2 separate regions of the Mus musculus genome follow, and region 2 is linked to region 1. Evidence: chromatin contacts called from public HiChIP or PLAC-seq data. All regions are on one chromosome and are shown on one strand. The core of a region is the stretch at or near the end of the contact, and the rest is flanking DNA. Distances in the headings are between cores, read along the strand shown.

Evidence for each region. HiChIP or PLAC-seq counts read pairs in DNA pulled down with a chosen protein or histone mark.
Region 2: a contact with region 1 is called in an H3K4me3 HiChIP or PLAC-seq map of bone marrow-derived macrophages, with 2.9 times the contacts expected there. The contact joins two enhancer-like sites. A contact is called at or near these places in 10 of 484 Hi-C or Micro-C datasets (the G1E-ER4 cell line, embryonic fibroblasts, embryonic stem cells and 5 more) and 5 of 115 datasets of contacts at active chromatin or transcription factors (the HPC-7 cell line, bone marrow-derived macrophages and embryonic stem cells).

What each region holds. Positions count from the first base shown.
Region 1 is chr5:107,948,316-107,955,588 of GRCm38.p6, reverse strand. All of the region lies in intron 1 of Dipk1a (divergent protein kinase domain 1A), which reads left to right. Among named protein-coding and RNA genes, the nearest start is that of Dipk1a, 35 kb to the left of the region's middle. Within about 2 kb of position 4,743, at least 97 of the 459 cell types and tissues checked have an H3K27ac peak or open chromatin away from gene starts, as enhancers often do. A contact at or near this core is called in bone marrow-derived macrophages, where this site is marked.
Region 2 is chr5:108,027,282-108,034,554 of GRCm38.p6, reverse strand. No RefSeq gene overlaps it. Among named protein-coding and RNA genes, the nearest start is that of Gm42150, 28 kb to the right of the region's middle. Within about 2 kb of position 2,619, at least 27 of the 459 cell types and tissues checked have an H3K27ac peak or open chromatin away from gene starts, as enhancers often do. A contact at or near this core is called in bone marrow-derived macrophages, where this site is marked.

The DNA of each region.
Region 1 (7,273 bases), core at 3,494-5,993:
GTCTTCCAACCATTTGCTCTGAGGAAGGAAGCTATGGCAGCAATGCTTTAACTGCTGACCCACCTTACCAGCCATGTTTCCACATTTGTAGTTTTTCAAACAGCTACTTAAAGACTATTTTAAAGTTAGGCAAATAAGAATAAATACAAAAAGAAAACCTCCACAAGATAGGTGAAAATATCTTCTACAAAAAGACTTGTCCATAGCAGCTTTCCCCACTTACTATGTAGAAAGTTATAGCAACCCACATGTCCATTAACAAGAGAATAAATTGTGATTATATTAATAGAATGTGAGTTAACAGGTGTAGCCATTTGTTATAGCTATCAGGTCTTGGTGATTTACCCATAACTCCCAAATAATAATTTGGGAGGTGGAGGCAGGAGAATCATCTTTGGCTACAGAGTGACTAGGAAGATAGCCTGGGCTCCATGAAATAGTGGGGATCTAGCTCTGTTGGTAGAGTGCTTGTCTAACATGCTCTGAACCCCGAGTGCAGCCCCCAGAGCTGCATAAAAACTGAGTGTGGTGGCAGATTCCTGAAATCCCAGCACTTGGGAGGTGAACAGAGGAGCCACAGGTTCAAGATCATCCTCACGAGCATAGAACGTTGAGAGCTTGGGGAGACCCTGTCTCCAACAAAGACAAACCCAAACCTTTTGATTCTAATGGAATGATTGGGGATATAGCTTCATGGAAGAGTGCTTGCCAGCTGTGACTGAGGCCCAGGATCTGACGGCAGCACCTCAAAAAACAAAAAACAAAAACAAACAAAAAAAAACCACAAATTTTTTTAGTTAAGATTTTGCTTTCCAGTTTACATAAATATTAAAAAACTTCTAAAAAATGACAGTCACACCAAACATAATGGCTCATGCCTGTAATCCCAGCACTTAAAGATTGAGACCTGGTGAGGATTGTCACAAGTGTAAAGCCAGTCTGAGCTCAAGGATAAGTGAGACCCTGTCTCAAGCAAATAAACACAACAAAAACATCAGATGGGAGGAGGGAGAGGAGACAAGGCAAAGACTATACCCCATGCCTAAATCCCCTAAGTTGCTAGAACTGGGTGATTGGGACATAGGGGCTCATGGTAGCATTCTTTGTACTTTATATGGATTTGAAGTTTTCTGTAATGAAAGTAAGAGCAAACAAAGACTTAGGAGGACAGCATTTGAGCCCACAAAGTCTCCTTCTGTCGCAGTCAGTCAGATACAGATGTTTCTGCTACTCAGGCAACAGTATTCAAACTCTACACTGCTGCTTGTAGGGGTTTGTTTGGGAGAAGCTCTTTTTTGTTTTGTTTTCAAGACAGAGTTTCTCTGTATAACCCTGTCTTGGAATTCACCCTGTAGGCCAGGCTGGCCTTAAACTCAAGAGATCTGCCTGCCTTGGCCTCCCCAGTACTGGGATTAAAGGTATGAGTCACCACCCAGCCTTTTTTTTTTAATGATTTATTTATTTTTATCTTATGTATGTTGGTGTTTGCCTGTATGTATATCTGTATGGGGCTGTTGGATCCCCTAGAATTGGAGTTAGAGACAGCTGTAAGCTGCTATGTGGGTGTTGGGAGTTGAACCTGGGTCCTCTGGAGGAGTAGCCAGTGCTCCTAACTGCTAAGCCATCTCTCCAACCCCTGGGACAAGTTCTTATGTAATACAAGCTAGCTCAACCTTGAGATCCTCTTGCCATAGCCTCCTGAATGCTGGGATGTAGGTGTGTGTGTCATCATACCTGACAACGTTTTTGTTTGTAATCTTTAATCTTCTCATTTCATTTCATCAACACTGATAACTAGATTTTAGTTTGGTGAATCTGCCCCAGTGTTGAAGCTGTGGTCATCCACCATCCATCGGTGGATCAGAGCAGGAATCCCATCTTCACATCACTGCAGGGGGCTGCAGTGGTCCACATACACCACCGGCAGCTAGCAAGTCTAGGTGTTTTCTCATCCTCAGATGAGAGCTCACATAACAACGTGGAACCCATAAAACTTACAGACTCTCATGACGGCTCAGTGGGTAAAAGTACTTGCCACTGAAGACCTGAGTTCAGTTCCTGGGGGCCCACACAGTCGGAGAGAGCTGATGCCGGTAAACTGTCCTCTGACCTCTACATGAGTGTCATGGCACTAGGGAAAGGGGGAATCATCGTGAGGAGTTGCAGGATGAGCAACTTTCTGAAGCTTATTTATTGCAATAACTATAAAAAAACCTAAACCTTTTCTTAGTTGATTCAGGAAGTCACAGGCTTTGTGGGATCGGTTAAAGGAACAAGCAACAGGAGTAGAGCAATGGAAAGGGGCAGTAAGTGGAAATAGGTGGAGGTAAACCAGGCATGCCACTGCAGGGACAGACTATAAATGACAGAGCAGAGAAGGGCTTTACCTCAGTGTACACAGCAGCAGTGATGGGGAAAACACAGCTGAGGGATTATTTAATTCAGAGGGGAAACTAGAAGACATGGCAACTGTAGGAGTGACTGTGGTTGATAGACTTTTCTAGAAATGAGTGTCAGAAAGGTTGTGACCCGAGACTATAGCATCTAGATGCATTCTGTGAACAGCCAAACATGTCCATCTATGCTGTGCTAAGCATAACCTCGAACAAACAAACAAACTTTAACTGAGTGAAGGACAAATGAAGATGAACTTAAGAAGAGAGTGCCTGTTGGGAAAGACCTGCAGATTCCAGAAAGACTACCAGGAAGGAGAGGGCCACCCACGTTCTTAATAAACTTTTATCTTGGCCAACCACAGAGTCCAACGAGTCTACAGAATGTGTACCAGGTTGGATCTGGGTCAACCTCAAATGTGGTTCCTCACGGATGGTTGTTTCCCCTGGGACCAGATTGTATAACCAGGCACAAAATATACATCTGGGAAATCCTCTTCCTGTGGCCTGGTTTACTATAGATTCAGAAGTTCAGTTAGGTGAGAGGGTAGAGGAGCCATGTTAAACAAAACAGGAACAAAAAGTAAAAAATATATATATACTGAAAGGAAATACTTTTAAATGACTCAAGAGGCAGAGGCAGGAGGATCTCCATAAATTCAAGTCCAGTCTGGTCTACAGAACCAGTTCCAGGATGGCTAGGGCTACTTAGTTAGACCCAATTAAAAAAAAAAAAAACAACCAAAAACTTTCTTGTGTCTTTGAGGGTTTTTTAAAAAAGATTATTTATTTATTTATTTATTTTTTTATTTATTTAATGTATTTGAGTGCTCTAACTGCACACACAACTCCTTACCAGAAGCGGGTATCATTATATATGGTTGTGAGCCACCATGTGTTTCTGGGAATTGAACTCAGGACCTCTAAAAGAGCAGCCAGTGTTCTTAACCGCTGAGCCATCTCTCCAGCCCTGTGTCTTTAAGAAATTGATGAAAATGTCATTATTAAGCAAAAAGACCATATAAAATAGTGCAATATGAGAATGCATAAGTGGATTTTTTAGATAGCTAAACTTAAAATATTTAAAAAGTGATAACAGCTGGGCCGTGGTGGTGCACGCCTTTAATCCCAGCACTCGGGAGGCAGAGGCAGGTGGATTTCTGAATTTGAGGCCAGCCTGGTCTACAGAGTGAGTTCCAGGACAGCCAGGGCTACACAGAGAAACCCTGTCTGGAAAAACCAACAAACAAACAAGTGATAGCATTAGCTAAACAGTATAATAAAGAATATCATCTAAAACACTAACATGATAACCTTCTTTTCCTTTTTGTGACTGTGTCTCTCATAACCCAGACTGGGCTCTTCTTTTTAAATTTAGTTTTCAAATATCATGTGCATGAGTATATATGCGTGCTGTGTAGTATGGTGCCTGTGGAAATCAAAAGATGTTGGATCCTCTTCCATGATGATGTGGAGATGTGGGTGCTGGGAACGCCACACAGACACTCCCATATTGACATATGTACACATTAAAAAACACAAACTATTTTTAAAGTGTGCCTTTTGGGGAGCCTATAACCTGTATAAGCTGGGATCTTTAACAGTGTCTGTCAGTTACAGATGGCTTCAAGAGTTCCCTATATATACAGCTCTTGACTCAGAAATCGTCTCTGTACTCTGGGTTTTGATTTGCTTTCTGCCTAACCCTAAGGAACTTTCTAGATGGTTGTCACTCTAGAGTTGCCATGCTCAAGACAGCTACATCGTCATGATCTATGTGTTCTTAGATCCCGCTGCACTCTCCTCAAGGGCACATAAGTTATAGCAGCTTGTCTTCATATTCCCCATCCCAGACTTCTCTGCCCCCAGAGCCTGTGTACACCACCCCACCTCACTTCAAGGCTTTTGGTTTAGCCTTTGCACATTATACTTTCTCTGTGTGCCTGCTAGATTTATCTGATGTGCTCGCCTTTGTAAATACCATTTATTTTCTGCTCTTTTTTCAAGGAAGTCTGTCACAGTTTATCTGCATAAAGTGTTTTTCTGTAGCCCTTAAAAACTAGAACACAGAACTGCTTCCTCAACACAATTGTCAAGTTTTTGAGAACTGGAAAAGTGCCTCCTTCTACTACACAATTTAGGACAAGCAACCTGGGATTTAAAAAATTATTTTTAAAAAGTATCAGTAGCAACAGCAAGCAATCATTACTCTCTAGTAGTGGAGATCTGGCTTCCTCCAGACCCTGCCAGGAGTGCTTCAGGCCTGCCTCCCAGTTCCACAGGCTAGCCTGTGTCTGATTACCTCCCTAGCCTGTGTTCCTGAATGTTTCTCTCGGTCACCACGCCCTACACCCCTTCCTTCCTCTCACAGGCTTTTACTGTGGTAAAAGTTGTCACTCCCTTGCTCAGACACACAATGTGTTGTAAGGCCTGGGTGCTCAGCTGGGCTCTTCAACTGGTCGGTTTAAGCAGCAATGTTTCCTTACCCCTCCAACACCGCCCAACCTCTTTATTCCTGGCTGTATGCTAAGGTTTACCCGCTTTGAACATGTTCTTTTCTGGGACAACACTTAGCTCATACCACAAATAGTCCCTTTCAATGTTCAAGCATACAGTATTGTAACCATCTAAATGTTCAAGCATACTGTAACCATCTAAAACTGAATTCAATGACCGTCTCCTCCAGGACATTATTTTCAAAATCCTCTACTCTTTGTTACCTCCAACTACACAAATCTCTTTAGAGATCCTGCCCTGAACCTGGTTTTAATCATGTGTTGCCGTAAGTATGCTTTTTACATGCTATCTGGACTTTAAGCTCTTTGAAGGAAAGGCTATGTCTCATGCAGAGTCTCAGACTGAGCACCTAATGCTATTTGAGCCCTAATAGATTTGGCTCAAATAATACATTCTTTTGATTGACATCAGTCTTCTTCAGATAAGAATTTTGTGCTGAATTGTTTAATACTTTTGTATTTTAAAGGTTGGTGTTTAATCAGTTTATCAAACTTTTGGTGAGTTCCTATGTGTGTTAATTGTATGGATATATGTAAATGAATAGCTTCCCTTCAGAGGTCTTGCTATTTCCTCAGGTCTTCCTCTGAACTGGGTACTTTTAACTACCTGCCTGATACGGTCTAGAATTAACTCTGAGGAGAAGGACTGTCTTGATGGTTACTTGATGCTGGGAGACTCAGCTCTTTGTGGTGGTACCATTTCATGGGCTAGCTCCTACAGTGCATTAAGAATAAAGCAAGTTTCCTGAACATAAGCAGAAGCAGGCAAGCAGCATGGCGCTTTTCTCTTGTCTTGACTGTAGCTGTGATGTGACAACCTGGAGTTCCTCTCTGTTCTGCTTCCCCTTCTCTTTCCCTTCCGCTTTCCAAGCAGTCCCTTCCCATTTTCATGTCTTCCCTTTCTGTGTGGTCAACCAATGAGTTTAAGTATGGTTGTTTACAGAAGTGTGGGTAACTGAACAGTGGTTATAACAGTAAAGCAAATGTCTCTCCCTACCCCGAGCAACCATTAACTGCCTATAGATCCTCAAGGAAAGGTAGAACTTTTTGAGCTCCACCATACTGCATGACAGACTTGATAAACCTAATCTTGGACATCTTGTTCAGGTAATTGCTACTACTGACAGATCACGAGTGCAGTGGTCATCTCATGCTGAGAAGACAGGTGTCTATAAATCCTTCTCTTCCTCTACTCCTACCTCCTTTCTGTGCAGTTGTCTGAACCTTGGAGGGGGTGTTGTCCCATTTAGGACTAAGTGTTACTTTTCAGAACTTTGACTGGTTTTGAATCTCTGCAGTAACCACCCCTACTGTTAATGACATTGTGCAAAACAGTGTGGAAACTTGTTTGGAGAGCAAAAGTCACAAAGATGTTCATGTTTCATGACTTATAAACAAACTACTATTAAAAGACAGCCTAAGGAAAATAATTGAAAAGAATGAAACTAAAAATCTGTGTGTGTGTCTTTTGCTTATACCCAGCAGAGCTGAGGAACTAAAACAAATGTTAAGAAAGAAAAGAGGCTAGGTAAATAATGTTCATTTGGCTGGACTGAGTATCATTGCAACACTGGAAACATTGTTAAAAACTAGGCTAACAGTGTTTACAGAGCCGAAAGAATGCATACTGATTATAGCTGTCTATAAAGTAAATTGCATCTGAATGACTAGGAAAGCAAACAGATAATTAAAGCTGTTCTTCTAGTATAATGGAATTATAGACACATTTTAAAATATAACCAGAAAAATCTGAAGAGTTTCAGATTGTCAGTTAATTAAGGTTATTTTTGTCTTGGAAGATTTGAGTAAAAAGAAGACCCTAGATACTGAACCCTTTCCCTTTTCTTTTTTTTTTTTTTTCTTTTTTTTGTTTTTGTTTTTTGTTTGTTTTTGTTTTTCAAGACAGGGTTTCTCTGTATAGCCCTGGCTGTCCTGGAACTTACTTTGTAGACCAGGCTGGCCTCGAACTTAGAAATCCGCCTGCCTCTGCCTCCCAAGTGCTGGGATTAAAGGTGTGCGCCACCACGCCCGGCTCCCCCTTTCCCTTTTCTACATGAGCCTAAATAATTATGTCCTAGGAATGAAGGAAACCTCTACTTTCTTACAGTTATTAAAACAGACATGCTGGGAACATATGATATTAGAATGGCCTCCTGGGGGAGATCACAGACTCCATTCTCAGATGCCATTAAGACAATTACAAGTTTATCTTCACTCCAGCCCCTGACAACCACTAATCCATTTTGTGTCTCCTATGTGAGCTTTTTTTTAAAAAGAATTTATTTATTATTATACATAAGTACACTGTAGCTGTCTTCAAGCGTGCCAGAATCAGGTCTCCTTATGGGTGGTTGTGAGCTACCG
Region 2 (7,273 bases), core at 1,370-3,869, 81 kb before region 1:
CCTGGTCTACAAAGTGAGTTCCAGGACAGCCAGGGCTATACAGAGGAACCCTGTCTCGAAAAACCAAAAAAAAAAAAAAAAAAAAAAAGATGGAGGCCGCATGCAACCCTGTACCAAACAAACAAACAAACAAACAAGAAACCCAAATAAATCAGTATTAAATAAATAAATAAATATTGAGCGACTTATTTGTAAGGCAACCTTTGTAAGGGTTTGCTGCCCTCTAGTGGCTAGTAATAATTTTATCAGCTCAGTTTTTGTTGTTATGCCCCCAACAGAAGGCAAGATTCTCACTTAAAACCACTTTTCAAAGTTTTCTTTGAGTAAGAGAAGCTGTGCAATCTAGTGGTCAGATTCCCTCAATACAACCACTTAGTGGCTGTTTGAACCTGTGCAGGCAAGTGTTGTGTGACTAGCCCAGGTCTCAGATCCCTGTCCACAAAAAGGCAATGATCTGGCTGGGGTTGTGACTCAGTGGTCCAGTTCTTGCTGGCATGTACCAGGCCCTGATGTCATTCCCAGTACTGGGGAAAAAAAGAAGATTTTACTGGGTTAATCTGTAAGGGACACTTATAACAGTACCTGTCACATAGTAAACGTCATGTAAATGTCTATCTAATTAATTAGAACAAATAATAATGAGGGCTCCATACAATCTAATCTAGGCCCAAAATGTTTTCAGCCTCTGAGACTTACTGCTGAATAGGCTCACCCTTCCTAGTTCTTTCTGAACTCTGGCTGATTCAACTCAGCTGTTCTGGCTCAAACTCTTCTCCAAGCTCATTGATTCCATCTGGGTTCTCTCTCTCGGCCTCTCCTGAAATGCTCTGCTTGGCTTCATACTTGGCAATCTGTTCTAATCTTTTGGCTCCTTATTCTCTGGCTCATTCTGTCTTCACCTGTATCTAGTGTGCTCTCTCGACAGCCTGACTCTGTGTAACTGCTCCAGTAAAACTCTCTTTCCCTCTCTCTGCACTGCTGTCTCTTAAGTAGCCTCACTTTCCTCTCTTCTCTGAGACTTGAGCAGCTCCTATTCTGTCAAATCTTTCTCTGATTCATCACTTTGTCTGCCACTCAATTAGACATCACTTTCAAACATGGTGCTTCCTTCTACAGAGTTTACCTTCATTGTTTGCGGTTCAAAGTATGATCGAATATCGCGTAACACAGATTATTTAGAATTCGTCTAGCCAGGTGGTGGTGGCGAACACCTTTTATCCCAGCACTCAGGTGGTAGAGGCAGATGGATCTCTGAGTTCAAGGCTAGTCTGGTCTACAGAGTGAGTTACAAGATGGCCAGGGCTACATGGAGGAACAAAACAAAACAAAAAATCTCCTGGACAAGCTGTCTCTTCTCTTGTTAATTTGTTTAACATCTATTAAGATTTATTTATTATATGTAAGTATAATTCAGCTGATTTCAGACACCAGAAGAGGGAATCAGGTCTTGTTACAGATGGTTGTACCATGTGGTTGCTGGAATTTGAACTCGGGACCTCCAGAAGAGCAGATAGTGCTGTTAACTGCTGAACCACCTCTCCAGCTCTATTTATTTATACCAGTATTGATTAGTAGACTATAAGCCAAAATTATTGTTATTGTTATTATTAGTAGTAATAGTATTTTGGTTTTTCGAGACAGGGTTTCTTTGTGTAGTTCCTGGCTGTCCTGGAACTCACTCTGTAGACCAGGCTGGCCTCGAACTCAGAAATCTGCCTGGCTCTGCCTCCCGAGTGCTGGGATTAAAGGAGCATGCCACCACCACCCAGCCTAGTTTTAAATTTTTAAAAACTTTTATTTAATTTATATGAGTGTTCTATCTGGATGTATACCTATATGCCAGAAGAGGGCATTAGATCACATTACAAATGGTTGTGAGCTACCATGTGTTTGCTTGAAATTGAACTCAGTGCCTCCGGAAGAGCAGTCAGTGCTCTTTGTTGTTGTTGTTGTTGTTGTTGTTATTGTTGGGTTTTGTTGTTGTTGTTTTTGTTTTTCTAGACAGGGTTTCTCTGTATAGCCCTGGCTGTCCTGAAACTCACTCTAATAGACTAGTGCTGGGATTAAAGGCGTGTGCCACCACACCTGGCTGCAGTCAGTGCTCTTAACCGCTGAGCTATCTCTCCAACCCTAGTTTTAAAAATTTTTTTCTAAAGATTTATTTATCTATCCATCTATATGAGTACACTGTTGCGGTCTTCAGACACACTAGAAGAGGGCATCAGATCCCATTATAGATGTTGTAAGCCACCATGTGGTTGCTGGGATTTGAACTCAGGACCTCTGGAAGAGCATTCAGTGCTCTTAACCACTGAGCCATTTCTCCAGCCCAGTTTTAAAATTTTTAATTTATTATTTTGGGTGGTGATGTGGGACAAGGAAACAACCTTATAGCGTCTCTTTCCTTTCACTTTATGTGGGTTCAAGAAATTGAACTCGGGTCACCAGGCTTGCATGGTGAGTGCTTTTATCCACTGAGTCATCTCACTGGCGTATACTATTTATTTTTAATCTATGTGTGGGTTTGTTTGTCTATTTTGAGATCTGTGTCAGGTGTCCCAGGCTGCCCTTGAATTTACTATTCAGCTGTGGAGGAACTTGAACTTCCAATCTTCCTGTTTTCGGTGCCAGGGGCTGGGTTTTGAAGAATGCACCACTGTGTCCAGCTTGTGGGTGTTAAAGATTGGTAACAGCCAGGCGGTGGTGGTGCACACCTTTAGTCCTGGCACTTGGGAGGCAGAAGCAGGCGGATTTCTGAGTTGGAGGCCAGCCTGGTCTACAGAGTGAGTTCCAGGACAGCCAGGGCTATACAGAGAAACCCTGTCTCAAAAAACAAAAACAAAACTAAAAAAGATTGGTAACAGATATCCTAGTTTTTGTCAGCTTGACACAAACCTAGACATAACTGGTAAGAGGGACTCTCATGCCTCCATCAGATTGACCTGCGGCCATCCATAGCTCTGGCGGTGGATATTTTTCTGATTGTTGATTGATGTTGGCGCCCCACCCACAACTGGACAGTACCATCCTTGGGCAGGCCAGCACACAGACCTTGCGTAAGAGAGGTATCTAAGCAAGGCAGAGGAAGCAAGCCAGTGAGAGTGATCCTCCACAGCCTCTGCTCAGTTCCTGCTTCTGGGTTCCTGCTGTGGTTTTCCTCAATGCTGAACCTGCAAGCAAAATAAACCTTTTCTTCTCTTGGGTTGCTTTTGGCCAGTGCTTTATTTCAGCAACAGAGAAGCAAACTAGAACACAGTTGGCACAGGATGGGCAAGCTACATACCCAGCCCTAGACTTCTCTTGCTTAGCTATAACATTTCATTCCATTTGAGGCACTCTCCTGCCATCTGCTGTCTAATGACTCAGTTTCTCCGTTTCAGCAGCCATATGCAACAGTAGTACAATTGCTGACCCACACCCCACATGAACTGGCTCTGTCTTGGTGTTTCATCACAGCAACAGTAGCCCTATGACCAAAAGCAATTTGGGGAGGAAAGGACTTACTTGGCTTACATATCTCATATTGAGGGAAGCCAATGTACGAACTCAAACTGAGTGGGAACATGGATGCAGGAGCTGATGCAGAGGCCATGGGGGAGTGCTGCTTACTGGCTTGCTCTTCATGGTTTGTTCAGCCAGCTTTCTTATAGGACTGAGGCTCACCACCTAAGGGATGGCTCCACCCACAGTGGGCTGTCCCCTCCTCTATTAATCACTAAGAAAATGCCCTCTAGGTCTGCTTACAGCCTCACCTTATGGAGGCACTCCCTCCTCTCAAATGACTCTAGCCTGTGTCAAGGTAACATAAAACTAGCCAGGACAAGCTCTAACAACTAACGCTAGTTCTCGCTGGCACTTGCTTTTTGTATTCCACACACTTCCAAAGCTACTTAAGGTGCCTTCCCAACTACCTCCTTCAGGGAGAACATTTTATAAACCTTTAATATGTTAGGTTTTTCTGCCATGTCTGCTTTCCTTCTTGTAATGTTCCCACCTCCCAAACAATTCTATTTTAGTTTGCATACATTAAGTCTTTTCAAGTTCAACAATTCTACAAGTACATGGAGTGTACCCACCACAGCAGTAGCACATAGAGTGGTGCTGTCTGTTCAAAGAGCTCCTGTGTGGGGCAGTGGTTTCGAACACCTTTAATCCCAGCACTTGGGAGGCAGAGGCAGGCGGATTTCTGAGTTTGAGGCCAGCCTAGTGAGTTCCAGGACAGCCAGGGCTACAGGGAAACCCCGTGCTTTGCTCTCTTCTGTCTCTATCCTTAACTCCTGGAAGCAACTCATATTTTCCTGTGTGTGTGTTAACAGTTTTGTCTTTTTGTTTATATTTGTGTATGTCATAAGTGCATTACCCAAAGAAGCCAGAGGAGGGTGCTGGTCCCCCGGAGCTATAAGTACAGCCATCTGATGTGGATGCTGGAAACTATTGGGTCCTCTGGAAGAGTAGCAGTAATCTTAACTGTGAGCCATCTCTCCTCCAGTTTTGTCTTTCTGGAATATCATCTAATTAGAATCATAAAGTGTTCAGCCATTTTACACTGCTTTCACTGAGGGCTGTCCTGGAACTCACTTTGTAGACCAGGCTGGCCTCGAACTCAGAAATCTGACTGCCTCTGCCTCCCGAGTGCTGGGACTAAAGGCAGGCGCCACCACGCCCGGCCTGCAATATTTTAATAATTGAAAATGCAAGGGCAAAGAGGACATTATCCTTCTCCTCAGTGAACAGACCTAGTCATTAGGCTACGGCACATGAGTGAAATGTGGTTCTGACCTTGTAGCCTGCTAAGAACCTTGTGCACCCGAAGGTGTAAGCAAATTGCCAGGGAAAGTCGCAGACTATGGAGATCTGCTTGGGAGTGTGATGAGTTGGTGTCTAGGACCTGGAAGACCCAGTAGGTAATTTAGGCGAGAAGAGAAGAGGAAGGTGGTTGGAAAATGAACCAGTCAGTAAGCAACACAACAACAGGTTGCTCCATGTCCTAAATAACAAGTGAATTTCGTCATCTGCAGATGACTCCAGAGTGGATCTGCACAAGGGGAAGGATATGGCAGCTTCAGTCTACTCTAGTGAGACTAGTGCAGCTCTCATGAGCACCTATGACTGTCTCTGCTGCACTGGGCTCAGCACAGTTTCCCTCTCAGGAGGAGACGTGTATGTAAAGCTGTGGGTGGTACTCCAGCAGTCTCTTGGCTGGCAGCTGCCACTGCTGATAGTGTCAGGGAGGGGCTGACTGAAGAGACAAGCTGTCTGCTTTTCTCCTCCAGTTCCTGGTCTCGGGTCCCAGAGCTTTACAAATGCTATTGTGGGGTGAAATATATGTACATATAATTATATGTATATGTGTACCTATATATGTACATGTATATATATGAACACACACACACACACACACACATCTTGCGCGCACCTGACTCGCCAGCTGTAACAGGATCCTTCTGCACAAGTTTATTGGGAGAGCTTGATTGCAGAGGCAAAGAGACACCAAGCCCAGAACTGGTGCTGCTTATATAGGCCTAGGAGAGGCGTGTCTCACACCCAGATTGGTTATGCATGGGTTATGCTTACCACCTCATTTGCATGTCTCACATCTGACTGGTTAACTTCTCTCTCATCTGATTGGTTAACATGTCTCTCATCTGATTGGTTAACTTCTCTCTCATCTGATTGGTTAACGTGTCTATCATCTGATTGGTTAATTTTGGTTAGTTCTCAAAACCTCATCTTGGCAAAAAAACTTTACTGCCTATGTATGCGTGGTGGCCAGCGGAAGCCAGCGCCACCTTGCAACGGCACATGTGGCTTCCCCCCCCACACACATATATATATACATAAAACTAAACAAGAAATGTTGAGCAACAGAGGATTTCAGGTACCCTGTTCTATCACTTTCTGACTTACTTCCTGTAGACAGAATCTCTCACAGAAACAAGAGCCAGGCTGGTAGCCATCAAGATTCAACTAGCTAGCCAGGTGTGGTGGCACATGCTTCTAATCCCAGCACTCCGCAGGTGAAGGCAGGCAGGTATTCAAGTTCTTGGTCACTCTGGTCTACAGAGCTGAGTTCAGATCAGCCAGGACTGCGCCAAACAAAAACCTGCTTGGCTGCCTCAGAGTGACGCTATCTCTGAAGCTATCTCAGATAGTTCCCAGCTGTATAAACTATTGGGTTTTACATGGACATATGACAGAGCCTGGAGCTGCCAGGTGGTTAGCCTGGGGACTTTTCCAGAAAGACGATGTGCTGACAGCTGCAATCAGGAGTGTTCATTAGTCTTTAAGGGCTTCTGAGAAACACTTAACATTTCTATTTCCCAGCAAAACCCAGCCCAGGTGTGGGTAGAGACATTATCTTAAAACATTGCCGCCAGCACTGCCATTGGGGGTGGGGTGGGGGACACTTTGTGACCCAATAGTCTCTTTGCTTGCACAGCAAATGTTCTTACCCACAGACCCATCTCCTCAGCTCTGGAGAGAATTTTAGTTGTTCCAAGTAGTTGGACTCAGAGTGTTGCTGTGGGAATCTAGTGGGTAGAGGCCAAGGATGCTGCTAAAATTCCCAGCATGCACCAAGAGGCCCTCATAACTATCTGGCCTTAATATGCTCAGGTGAAGAAAGTCTGGTGTAGCTGACTGTAGCTAGCTGTAGGTTGAAACTGGGAACACCACCTTCACACACTTAGAGTTCAGGCTAGATGTAAAAAAATGGACCATTTAGCTAGCCTGAATTGTTGCTTGGAAATACACAATCCGGACTTTCATGTTCAACATCATTAAGTAGACTTTATGACTAGTCTGGTGCCTTAGAATTGCCCAGTGAATATGAGATAGCTTATCTACTAGAGTTTCTCGACCATGATGAAGATAGTTGTGTCCTACCTAAGGCTCCGGAAGCTGTGATGTGTTCATAGGCCAACAAACTGAGTCTTAGTCTGAACAAGAACCTCTCAGTCTGAAAGTGTGAGAGGTCATTGATGCGTAGCCTCTCTTTCCCCTTCCTCTTTTCATCCTGATATGGGAATCACCCCCACTTTTCCAAGTCTGTGGCTTATGCAGAAGATAAGGCCAGCAGGGCCCCGAGAGGGCAGACCTAGTCTTGATTCTGAAACTGACCTGCTGTTTGAACAGAGTCACTTTCTGGTTCCCAGGCATCAGTTTTCTTACAGTGAAAATAAAAATGAAAATTACCATTAGCTGGAGGAAAGGCCTGTGGTTACTTCAGATACCTCAGCAAGCTTCAGCCTCAATATCCCTGTCAGTGCTGGAA